2 separate regions of the Mus musculus genome follow, and region 2 is linked to region 1. A link is a contact called in public promoter capture Hi-C data. All regions are on one chromosome and are shown on one strand. The core of a region is the stretch at or near the end of the contact, and the rest is flanking DNA. Distances in the headings are between cores, read along the strand shown. Region 1 holds the start of Sowahd (sosondowah ankyrin repeat domain family member D). Region 2 holds the start of Slc25a5 (solute carrier family 25 (mitochondrial carrier, adenine nucleotide translocator), member 5).

The links. Capture Hi-C pulls out chosen DNA fragments and counts their contacts.
Region 2: a promoter capture Hi-C map of adipose tissue shows a contact between it and region 1. The contact joins the promoter of Slc25a5 here to the promoter of Sowahd in region 1. A contact is called at or near these places in 11 of 39 promoter capture datasets (the 3T3-L1 cell line, 3T3-L1-derived adipocytes, the C10 cell line and 7 more), 1 of 484 Hi-C or Micro-C datasets (embryonic fibroblasts), 5 of 115 datasets of contacts at active chromatin or transcription factors (the 230-238 cell line, embryonic stem cells, large pre-B cells and 2 more) and 1 of 9 other capture datasets (adipose tissue).

The regions. Positions count from the first base shown.
Region 1 is chrX:37,045,987-37,050,984 of GRCm38.p6, reverse strand. Sowahd (sosondowah ankyrin repeat domain family member D) reads right to left here and starts at 2,140. Exons shown (of 1, transcript NM_173779.4): 1 at 567-2,140. The coding sequence starts at 2,061. The coding sequence ends at 1,078.
Region 2 is chrX:36,793,694-36,798,691 of GRCm38.p6, reverse strand. It overlaps Slc25a5 (solute carrier family 25 (mitochondrial carrier, adenine nucleotide translocator), member 5), which reads right to left and starts at 3,095. Exons shown (of 4, transcript NM_007451.4): 1 at 2,851-3,095; 2 at 1,363-1,849; 3 at 816-956; 4 at 1-305. The coding sequence starts at 2,961. The coding sequence ends at 148.

The DNA of each region.
Region 1 (4,998 bases), core at 891-3,390:
GCTGAATCAACTCTCCTGTGCTCTGCTTCATTCACACTGTTTCTGAATGGGAGCAATTTTCCAAAACTACAACTTTCATATTACACTTAACTCAAAAAACCAAAAAGAACCATGGATGAGAGCCAGGCACGCTTGAATGAGGAAAGCCCTGTCTCTACTGAGTGGGCGTGTCTCTTTGGAGACCACAAGGCAGCTCAATTGCTGATGCACAATGAACTATCGAAAATATAAGTCTGATGGCTTTCCCTTTTCATTAATTACCCTTGGGCCTCCCTCCAGGACAACTCTTCTAGGATGAGACATGCACTTAAAGCCAGATGTGGATGCCAGGGCTGAGGGAGCAGGGGGGCGGGGGGGGGGGGACTGTGTATCTCTGCTCAGAGCCAGGGTGAATGGCATTCCTTTGGTGCAGGGCTTCTGACCATTTTCCCAGAGAATGAAGCCCAGAGCCCGCCACAGAGCACTAGCTTCAAGGAATTGATTGCTACCCTCTTTCCTGCAAATGGAAGTAGGTCCCCTTTACCCCATGGTTAATGAGAAAAAAAAAGACACTCAAAGACAGCTTTGTTATGTGGGGTGAAAATCCCCTTTAATGTACTTAAGAACTCATTCATGATATATTAGACTCTATGAGACTGCTCAGGCCTGGCCAGTCTCAGGAGCAGGTTGCCAGAGGCTAACTCTACCAGCACATGGGGATATTTTAGCAGCAGACCCAGGCCGGCAGGTATTAGGCATTTGCTCTGCATCAATAGTTTACAGTCTTAATTTTTTTTTAATGTTTTCAATCTACCCGGAAAAGTCCACTAGAAGCTTAATTTAGCCCTCCTTCTCTTCCAAGGAGGATCACGAGCCCCGTTCCAAATGTCCCAAGTCCCACAGTATTGGAGCTGGGTACCAGGGCCAGCCTGGTTCTTTGGTCTCTTTCTCTATTGATGTGACAGTTAGCTAGCTACAGGAGACCTGGGACAGGACTAGGGCCCCAGATGTGGTCAGTGTACCCACTGCATCAGAGGAGCATCTGCTTGGGTGGGGTCAGGAACAACCTAAGAATGAGTTCTCTAGTCCATGTCATCTTCAACGATTCTGGGTGAAGGGGAACAGATAGCGCCGAAGGCAACGGCCTTGTCCTTCCTGGGTGCTTGATGCCTTCTTCTCTTTGACGGGCTGAGACGCCTCTTTGTAGTGTACTCCCGTGGACTTGATGCACGATGCACTTGGGGTGCGTTTCAGCCACCGAGAGGTGGTGGTAGTAGTGGTGGTAGTGCGGCTGCTGTTGTTGTTAGCGTTTTCGCGCTTCCTGTCGCGTTCAATCTCCCACTCTTCTGCCCCGGACAGCTCCCGGAGGTTCAGAGATGCATCGGGCCGCAGATAGTGACAAGGTCGATTGCCACTGTGATCTCGACGCGAGGGGTCAGCACCCAGGGCTCCCACCAGCACCTTGATGACCATATCATGGCCTTGCAGAGCCGCCAGGTGGAGTGGCGTGAGGCCACCGCTGCCAGGGGCGCTCACATCAAACGGCAGTCCCCGGCGCCTGGCAAAATCGTGCAATAGAATGAGTTCCTCGTGGCGCCCGTGCTTGGCCAGCCAGTGCAGGACGCTGTAGCCTGTGATAGGGTCCTCCCGCATCAGCAAGCTGGGCTCAGCCTCCAGCATCTCCAGCAGCACTTCAAAACGGCACTCGGCAGCCGCCAGAATCCACGCGTGCTCCCGCGGCTCAAGGCACACTCGGCTGCTGCCCTGTCCGCTGGAGCGGCGGGACCCAGGCACAGCGGGCTCCAAGTGCTCCTCCGACAGCCACCCGGCGGGAGCCGCCCCCTGCAGCCCCAGCAGCTCCCGCAACTCCCCACGCCGGCGCGCCCAGCTTGCCCCGCTCACGGTCAGGGCGCTGTGGAAGATTCGCTCCTGGGACAGGTTGGCACTGTCCCTGACGGCTTGTACTTTGTACCTGCCAAGGCAATGGTTGTCCTTGATCTGCGGGTCGCTGGGCGCCTCCGACTCGGCCGGCCTGTTCGAGGCTTTGGGCAGCGGGTTCCCGTCTTCTAGGGCCTGGGCCATGATCTTCCAGGTCCCGCCTGGGTGGCTCCGGGGTCTAGCGTTCGTTGGCCTTCCAAGGGCCCCACAGGGAGAGGAACTGGAGCTGGCGGTGGGGAAGGAAGCGTCTTGAGCAACTGGACTCCGAGGGAGGGAGCGAAGAAGGGGAGGAGAAGGACCGGTGGGAGGGAACAAGCCAGGAGAGGTTGCCTTTGTGGGCGGTGGGGGGCGTGGAGGGCTGGGCCGTCCAGTTGCGTCCCCTGCACCGGCCAGGCGTCTACATTCTGGGGACCAGTTCACCAGGAGCGCGGCGACCTCAGGACGCGACCCGCTCTACTCCAAGAGGCCAGGTGAGCAGTAGCCCGGCTTCCCGCACCTGACTGGCGAACTAGGGAGAGTGTGGGGCGGGGTACGTGCTGCTCTGGTCACTCCGGTTCTCAGCATCCCTGCAGCTGCTGGGGTGAAGAGGTCCCAGGTCGCCTCTTCGTCTGTGGATTGATCTGGGCTTCCCGTGACAGTCTTCAGGAGCGCGATCTTGGAGCATCAGGGGCGATCGCTCCCCCACCCTCTCTTCTTTCACCCTTTTCGCATCAGGAATCTTTTTGCACTTTGTCCCTATGCTCCTTCTCCCTAAGGCTTCAGGGAGGCAGCCTAGCCCCTCTGACTCAGGCTCGTCTATCCTGCTCTTTCTGTAACCTTGACCTTCTGCACAGCAGCAGCAGCAGCAGCAGACGCAGGAGCGCTGTCGGGGATTCCTGCTGAGAAACTTGAAACCAGGGATATGGTCAGAGAGGTATTCCCCAGAGCACAACCGCAGATCTCTGCCTGATTCTGCCTTCTTCCTTCATTACTTCTCTGGGTGGGTTTGAAAAAGCATCTGCAGGTGAGTCGGACCCAGCGCCGCAGACACACAGCTTCATTCATCTCTGATATTTCCTTAAGAAACTTGCTGATGTTAGTAAACGCATAGCTTCTAGTTTTTAGAAAAAGGTCCATAGTTTATCTTTTTATTCCAGCATTAGACTATTCTTAGTCTTTCCGTTTATCAACGGATGATTTTACTGTTTGCTTAATTTTTGTTTATATCTTTGAGACAGGCTGGCCGGGAACTACAGGTGAATCCCCCTGCCTCCGATCCCAAGAGACAACAGTTCTTATATTTTGGAAGCGGGGTCTTATGCGGCCAAGGCTGGCCTGGAACTCAATATGTAGCCAATAATGTTGGATTTCTGATCTTTCTCTGTCTTCCTCTCATGTGTTGGGAATGCAGAGGTGCCCATCCCTTGAGACAGTCGTTCTTACCCCCTCTCCTCACAGTGTTAAGGCACTCACTCTGCCTGCAAGCTAGAGGGAGCTACACCTTTTGAACCTGGGAGGGACACAGTCATGATTCAGGATGTGTTTAGAATATGATGTTGAGAGAAGTAGAGGCGGAAGCCAGAGTATTGAAGCAGTCCAGATCAGGATGGGTGGCGACTGAGGCCAAGCCAGCCCTCTCATCTGGGACTTACTGTGGCACCAGCCATGGACTGTGTCAGACGGTGACTTTTCCTCCTTGCTGTTCAAATATTTAGGGCCAGCTCTAAATATCTTGAGTGTTCTTTTGTGACAGTATATGAATTTTAACCTAATTTAAAAATATTTACTCTGTGCTAGACATTGCCAGATGCCTGATATGTGTTACTTCTTAGTTCTTCCCCCCATGGTCTTAGGGGCGAATAATGATTTCTACTTTCAGTTTGCAGAGAACTTAGACCACTTGCCCAAGGTCACCCAGCAGGAAGTAGCAGAGTAAGTGTGTGTGACACGGTAGCCTTTGTTCTGGCACAAAGAGACTGCCATTCAAGCCAGGTTTATCTGCTGCAAAGCACTCACACAAGCACCAAATTGCAGCCAAATGGCTGAGCCAGACCTAGGTGAAGCTTGCTCTTATCTCTCACTTGTCCTTCTCTGCCTAGGCCACCCTCTTTTCTCTCTTTTAAGTTAATTAGTTGATTTTCGGTGCTTTTTATATAACCCAGCTTGGCTTTGATCTCCTGATCCTCCTGCCTCCACCTTCCAAGTGGTGGAATTACATGCCTCTGTCACCATGCCTGGCTGTGTTTTGGTTTTGAGATAGGATTGTTTCACCTAGTTCCAGCTACCCTGTAACTCACTGTATAGTGCTGACTGACAGGTCTGGCACTCCCAGCAATCCCCCTGCCCCAGCCTCCCCTTTCCTTCACACTGTGTCTGGTAAAGTTCTTCAAGTTTTAAGATCAGCCTCAGCATCCATCTTATCCAACTAGCCTCCACTGCTCCAGCCCAGAATGGTCCTCTTCTTTCCCGAACCCTGTTTCTATGACCTCTTATATTTCCCTTCTTTCTCAGACAGGTCAATTGAACTCTGAACTGTTTGATGACTGTACCAAACTATCTTTGTGCGTACTCTGTATTTGCAGAAGAAATAAATAGCTGCTACTTTGCTCTAGTTTGGCAGCCGAGGAAAGTGTGATTTTTGTGTGTATGACTGTGTGAGTTTATGTTGGAAGGGTCCATGCCATCTTGTATTGTATTGCTTGCATCACACCAAATCTGCAGGACTTAGCAACTCATTGATTTGCTCAATTTGTAAAAAGAAAGAAAAACAGTGATTAAGTTGATTTTTCCTTGAGCCAAATGGCCAAAGCTACCCCTTTGCTACTGTGGACTACTTAAAGACCAGGCCATCACCCAGGCCCAGGCCCAAAGTGGACTTCTAAGTTCTCAGGCTTTCATTTTCAAAATGAACTCCGATTGACAAGCAGCTATTTTGTTGCTCTGGAAACTCCCCTCCATAACCCCAAATCTGTAAACACCAAACCACATGCAGGCACACGCACATCCTTCCAGAATATGTGAACAGCTGCAGCAATATTTTCTTTAAATCAAAATGCCAGCATGGAGAATGCTGGATGGAAGGACGCTGGGACTATTAATTGT
Region 2 (4,998 bases), core at 1,846-4,345, 250 kb after region 1:
TCAGATGAATATTATTGCTTCCCACTTTTCAACTGGTAAATAGTTGCCACTGATAAAACAGACAAGCCCAGAGAATCTGTCCAGAATGTTCAAGATATGGTATATTATACAACATGCCTGTTCTCGGGGAGAACACCTAGGACATAATTATGTGTATTTCTTGATCTCATCATACAAGACAAGCACAAAGGCGCCACCCATGCCTCTGAGAACGTTGGACCATGCGCCCTTGAAAAAAGCCTTGCTCCCTTCATCGCGCGCGATCTTCCGCCAGCAGTCAAGCGTGCCTGTGTACATGATATCAGCTGCAAAGAATAAAGACATGTAGTTGATGACTAAAAGCCAGTGAACACCTCCAAAATCCTAATACAGAACCGAGCCCCACCTTTAAAAAGTATTTTCCCCCCTTTTCCCCCCATGCTAAGGATGGAACCTTAGGCCTTGTGTATGCTAAGCTCTCTACTACTGAGCTATTCTAAGCACTTAATGGCAGTTTTAAACCCAAGCATTTACACATTAGCACAGGCATTGACTGGAGAACAGGGACAGCCATGTCATAGGCATCTAAAGGGCTGTTTGCTCACAGGCACTTGTGCAGACAACATGGATGCTGTCCATCACCCCTTCAGAGCCTACAGCATTTCAATGACACTGGAGATTGAATATAGGGCCTTGAGTACGGTGGGCTAATGCTCTACCACCGAGCTGTATCTCTAGCCCTAGACTGTAGTTATTAAAGGCAGCCACCCACTCATTTTTGGCCATAACTTGCCTCACTCCCATGACTTTTTATCTTACGATCAAGCCGAACTTACTTCCTTTGCGTCCAGACTGCATCATCATACGACGGCGAACCGTGTCAAAAGGATAGGAAGTCAGGCCAGCGACAGCAGTGACAGACTGTGCAATCATCCAGCTGATGAAGATGTGAGTATTCTTGGGATCTGGGAGCATTCCTGAAAAATAAGAGATTAAAAAAAATCAAAATGTAGTTTTGCTGACCTATTTACTATAACCAACTAACATTTTATCTACCACAAGCTTCACACTTGAAGAATCTGGCTTCCTTCAGCAATTAAAAACAAAATGAGTGGTGGGCTTCTGTTATATTGGTGCAAGACCTTGCTACCCTGTCTTAAGGTGGATGGCTATGAATGGGTAGCCTGGTCTACATACTGGGTTCTAGGCTAGCCAGGGATACACAGTGAGACCCTGTCCCAAAGAGGAGGAAAAAATAGGAACCTGGGGTTTGGGGATACAGCTCAGCACTAGATTAGCATGCACAAGGCCCTAGGTTGAGTTCCTATAACTGCAAATAAGTACCCACATCTCCCACAGCCTCTAAGCAAATAGCAAACTTACCCTTTGCAGTGTCATAGATACCAAAGTAGGCAGCTCGGTAGATGATAATGCCCTGTACTGACACATTAAAGCCTTGGTACAGGCCCTTAATCCCATCAGATTTGTAGATCTTAACCAGGCAGTCACCAAGGCCTTTGAATTCCCTTTCAGCTCCAGCTTTGCCCACATCAGCTGCTAGACGGGTACGGGCAAAATCAAGAGGGTACACAAAGCACAAGGATGTAGCCCCAGCGGCACCACCTGATGCCAGGTTCCCTGCAAAGTAGCGCCAGAACTGGGTCCTCTTGTCCACACCACCCAGAAAGATCTGCTTGTATTTATCTTTGAAGGCAAAGTTGAGAGCCTGGGTGGGGAAGTATCTGATGACATTGGCCAGGTTCCCACGCCAGAAGGACAGGACTCCCTGTTCCTTGGGGATACGAACCACGCAGTCTATGATGCCCTTGTATTGCTTATCTGCCGTGATTTGCTTGCTGGCATGCTGCACCTGATGGATAGGAAGAAGGCAATAGGGACAGTTATAATCACAGAGAAGGGGAAAGGGAAGAACACACACATAAAATCGTTAAGGTTCGTTCCCCTTTCTCCAAATCTAGCTTTCAGAATCACATGAGCTGGACAATTCTAACTGCTGACACTACTGGGGGGCGTAGGGGAAGTGTTTAAGAATTGAGCAGCACCATCAGAAGTAGTAAGTCTCGACTTCTGTGAGTGAGGCACCCTCAAGCGTACCTATGACCTTTAGACCAGGAAGAAAGGTCATTCCTTCCAGATCAGGTTCAGAAGCATTAGGGTGGGACCTGCATAGGACACGGTCACCTTGGTGACCAGTCAACTTCTCTAGTCTCCGGAGCTGCTCCCTTTCCGCCCCACCCCCACTCCTGTCGGGAGGGGTGGCGGTGACGACGACTAAACGCTCGCCCGCGAGCGCCCCCTAGAGGCAGTGCGCGGCGAGCGCGCGGCAGGAAGGCTGGCGAGGGGCTGCGCGGGGGCGGACGTAGCCGGCACATGCTCTTCCCGGCGTCCACTTCCGGCCTGCCGGCCGGCGAGCCCACACCGCGTTGTTCGCCGGCTGCGTGGCCGCAGAACCGGTCCGCGTGGCCTGCCCAAAGCTGTAATCTCCTTGCCGTGACCTTGAGGTTTTCGGTCAGGCCAGGTACTCTGTTTTCCAGCGCCTGCTTTCAGGCCTATTGCCCTTGCCTCTAAATCCGGGCTAGACAGAGCCTCTCGGGCAACCCCATCCTAGTTCTCTGTGCCGGGGATGGCCCTGAGCGCCTCTGGTCCCTCTGGTCCCGACCACTTGCGACACTCAAACTCCAGGTCCTTAAAGGCGCCTTCCTCCCGGTTGCCTTTCGATCTGACACTGGCTAGGCCCGGCCTTCACCTTGCCCCCAAATCTAAAGACTGAGCCCCACTTTTCCGCTAGGGTACCCCCTTTCTGTGCAGATCCTTTACTTCCTGCCTGGGCCCCTCGATCTCAGAACGTACCTGCAGCAGCAGCTTGACCCTCTCGATGGGTGCTACCGCTGTCTTGGAGATGGCTGCGGCCACTCCACCGGCCAAGAAGTCCTTGGCGAAGGACACAGCGGCATCTGTCATGTTGAAAGCAAAAAAAGAAGAGGCAGGCGAGTGCGGGACAGGGCTGGGTTGACAACCGGCTTTGACTCCCGGGCTCTGGGGCGGAGCAAAGCAAATGGCCGACTTATATAGCGGCAGCCAGGCGGTGAGCTGCCGGCGTAAGGGGCGGGCCAAGGCGGGCGCCCAGTACTGGCGCGCGGAATGGCAGAGCTGCTGAGTGGCTCGGGACACGCGGGAGGAGCCTGGGAGGTCGCCCTGTCAGCCTCGCTTGCCCTTGGCACCTGATCAGGCCAGAGTAAGAAAAGGCTGCAAGGAGTACCTACAACTGGGGGACCTGGACCCTAAGAAGTGTCAGGGAATAGCGAGGAAGGGTGAAGATAAGTGCCCAAACGACAAGACAAGCAAAACAAACAAACAAACAAACAAACAAACAAACAAAAAACAAGAAAAACCAACCCAGGCCTAGGGTGAAGACGATTCAGACAGACAAAACCTCCCCAAACTTAAGGAATCGAGATAAATATCTAATGGTATGTTAATCGATTTCATTCAAACACACTTAAGGTCTGCAGTTCACTCACCCATTTTTGTAACGAAAATTAATTGTAGAACCAGGACTGGAATTACAGTGAGGTACATGAACCAAGGTCATACTAGTACAGGATGGGATCCCTGTCTGTCAAGTTCTTAACATTAACAATCCAAGGATTTTTGCATTGGTTTTGAGTTTTTAAAACATCACATTATACATGAAATTCATTTATCTTGGTGGCTGAGGGGTTCTGTGTCAAGTTCTGTGAACTTCACTACCTAGACCTGACACTGCTTTGAACAATGTCTTCAGAGCCAGAGAAAACTGAGGTACCTACCAGCAGGATGCGATCCCGGCAGCATACCCCAGACTGAGGTACCTACCAGCAGGGTGCGATCCTGGCAGCATACCCCAGACTGGTTTGCAAATAGCTTAACAAAGATCTTTCAGGGAATTGGCCTTGGAAAGTCCAAAGGACAGACTCAAGGTGAGGAAATCATTTTAATTGGAAGCCAAATACAGAGCACACCCAGAAGGATAAGAGGCTGAAAAGGTTAACATTGCAGTTGGCAGTTGACTCCAGACACCAAGTAAAGTGCTCTTCGATTGTTAGATTGCTGAACTCCCACGGTAGTGGCAATGGACCTGTGTTCCCTGAGCCCCTTAATGCTGAGCCGAGTAAATATTTGCTACAAACGACCTGAAGATCAGGAATCCTCCCTCATGTTCAGGACAGAAGCAGATAATGTGATCACCAAACTGCTTTCTAAACAACCAGTGTTTATTTTATAGAAATAAAGGCGTCAGTTGAAAACTTAGCTGCATCTGACCCATAGGTGTCCAACCTTCAAAATTCCCAAAGGTGAAATGCCAGTGTACCTGTCCATGCTTAAGACATAGTAGATGTTTTAGTTAGGGCTTCTTTGATTTCTGTGATAAAACACCGTGACCCAAAACAACTTCAGGAGAGAGGGCTTATTTCATCTCTTTTTTTAAGGTTTACTTGTGATATGTAAATATACTGTAGCTGTCTTCAACACACCAGAAGAGGGCATCAGATCTCATTACAGATGGTTGTGAGCCACCATGTGGTTGCTGGGATTTGAACTCAGGACCTCTGGAAGAGCAGTCAGTGCTCTTAACCGCTGAGCCATCTCCGCAGCCCAGGCTTATTTCATCTTACAGCATGTAGTCCAAGCTGTAAGCAAGAACTCAGATAGGAAACCTAGAGGCAGGTGTTGCAGAGGCTTTGGAGGAGAACTGCTTACTGGCTTGCTCCCAATGGCTTGCTCAGCATGTTTTCTTGTAGCATGCCCACCAGCCCAGTGGTGGCCCCACCCACAATGAGCCGGGCCTACTCATATCAATCATCAAACAAGAAAGTGCACCACAGGGTTACCCAAGGGTCAGCCTGGTGAAGGCATTTTCTCAACTGAGCTTTCCTTCTCAGATGACGCCAGCTTGTGTCAAGTTGACATAAGACTAGCCAGCACAGTCACTTGCCCTCTCCTACCTCTATATCTGTC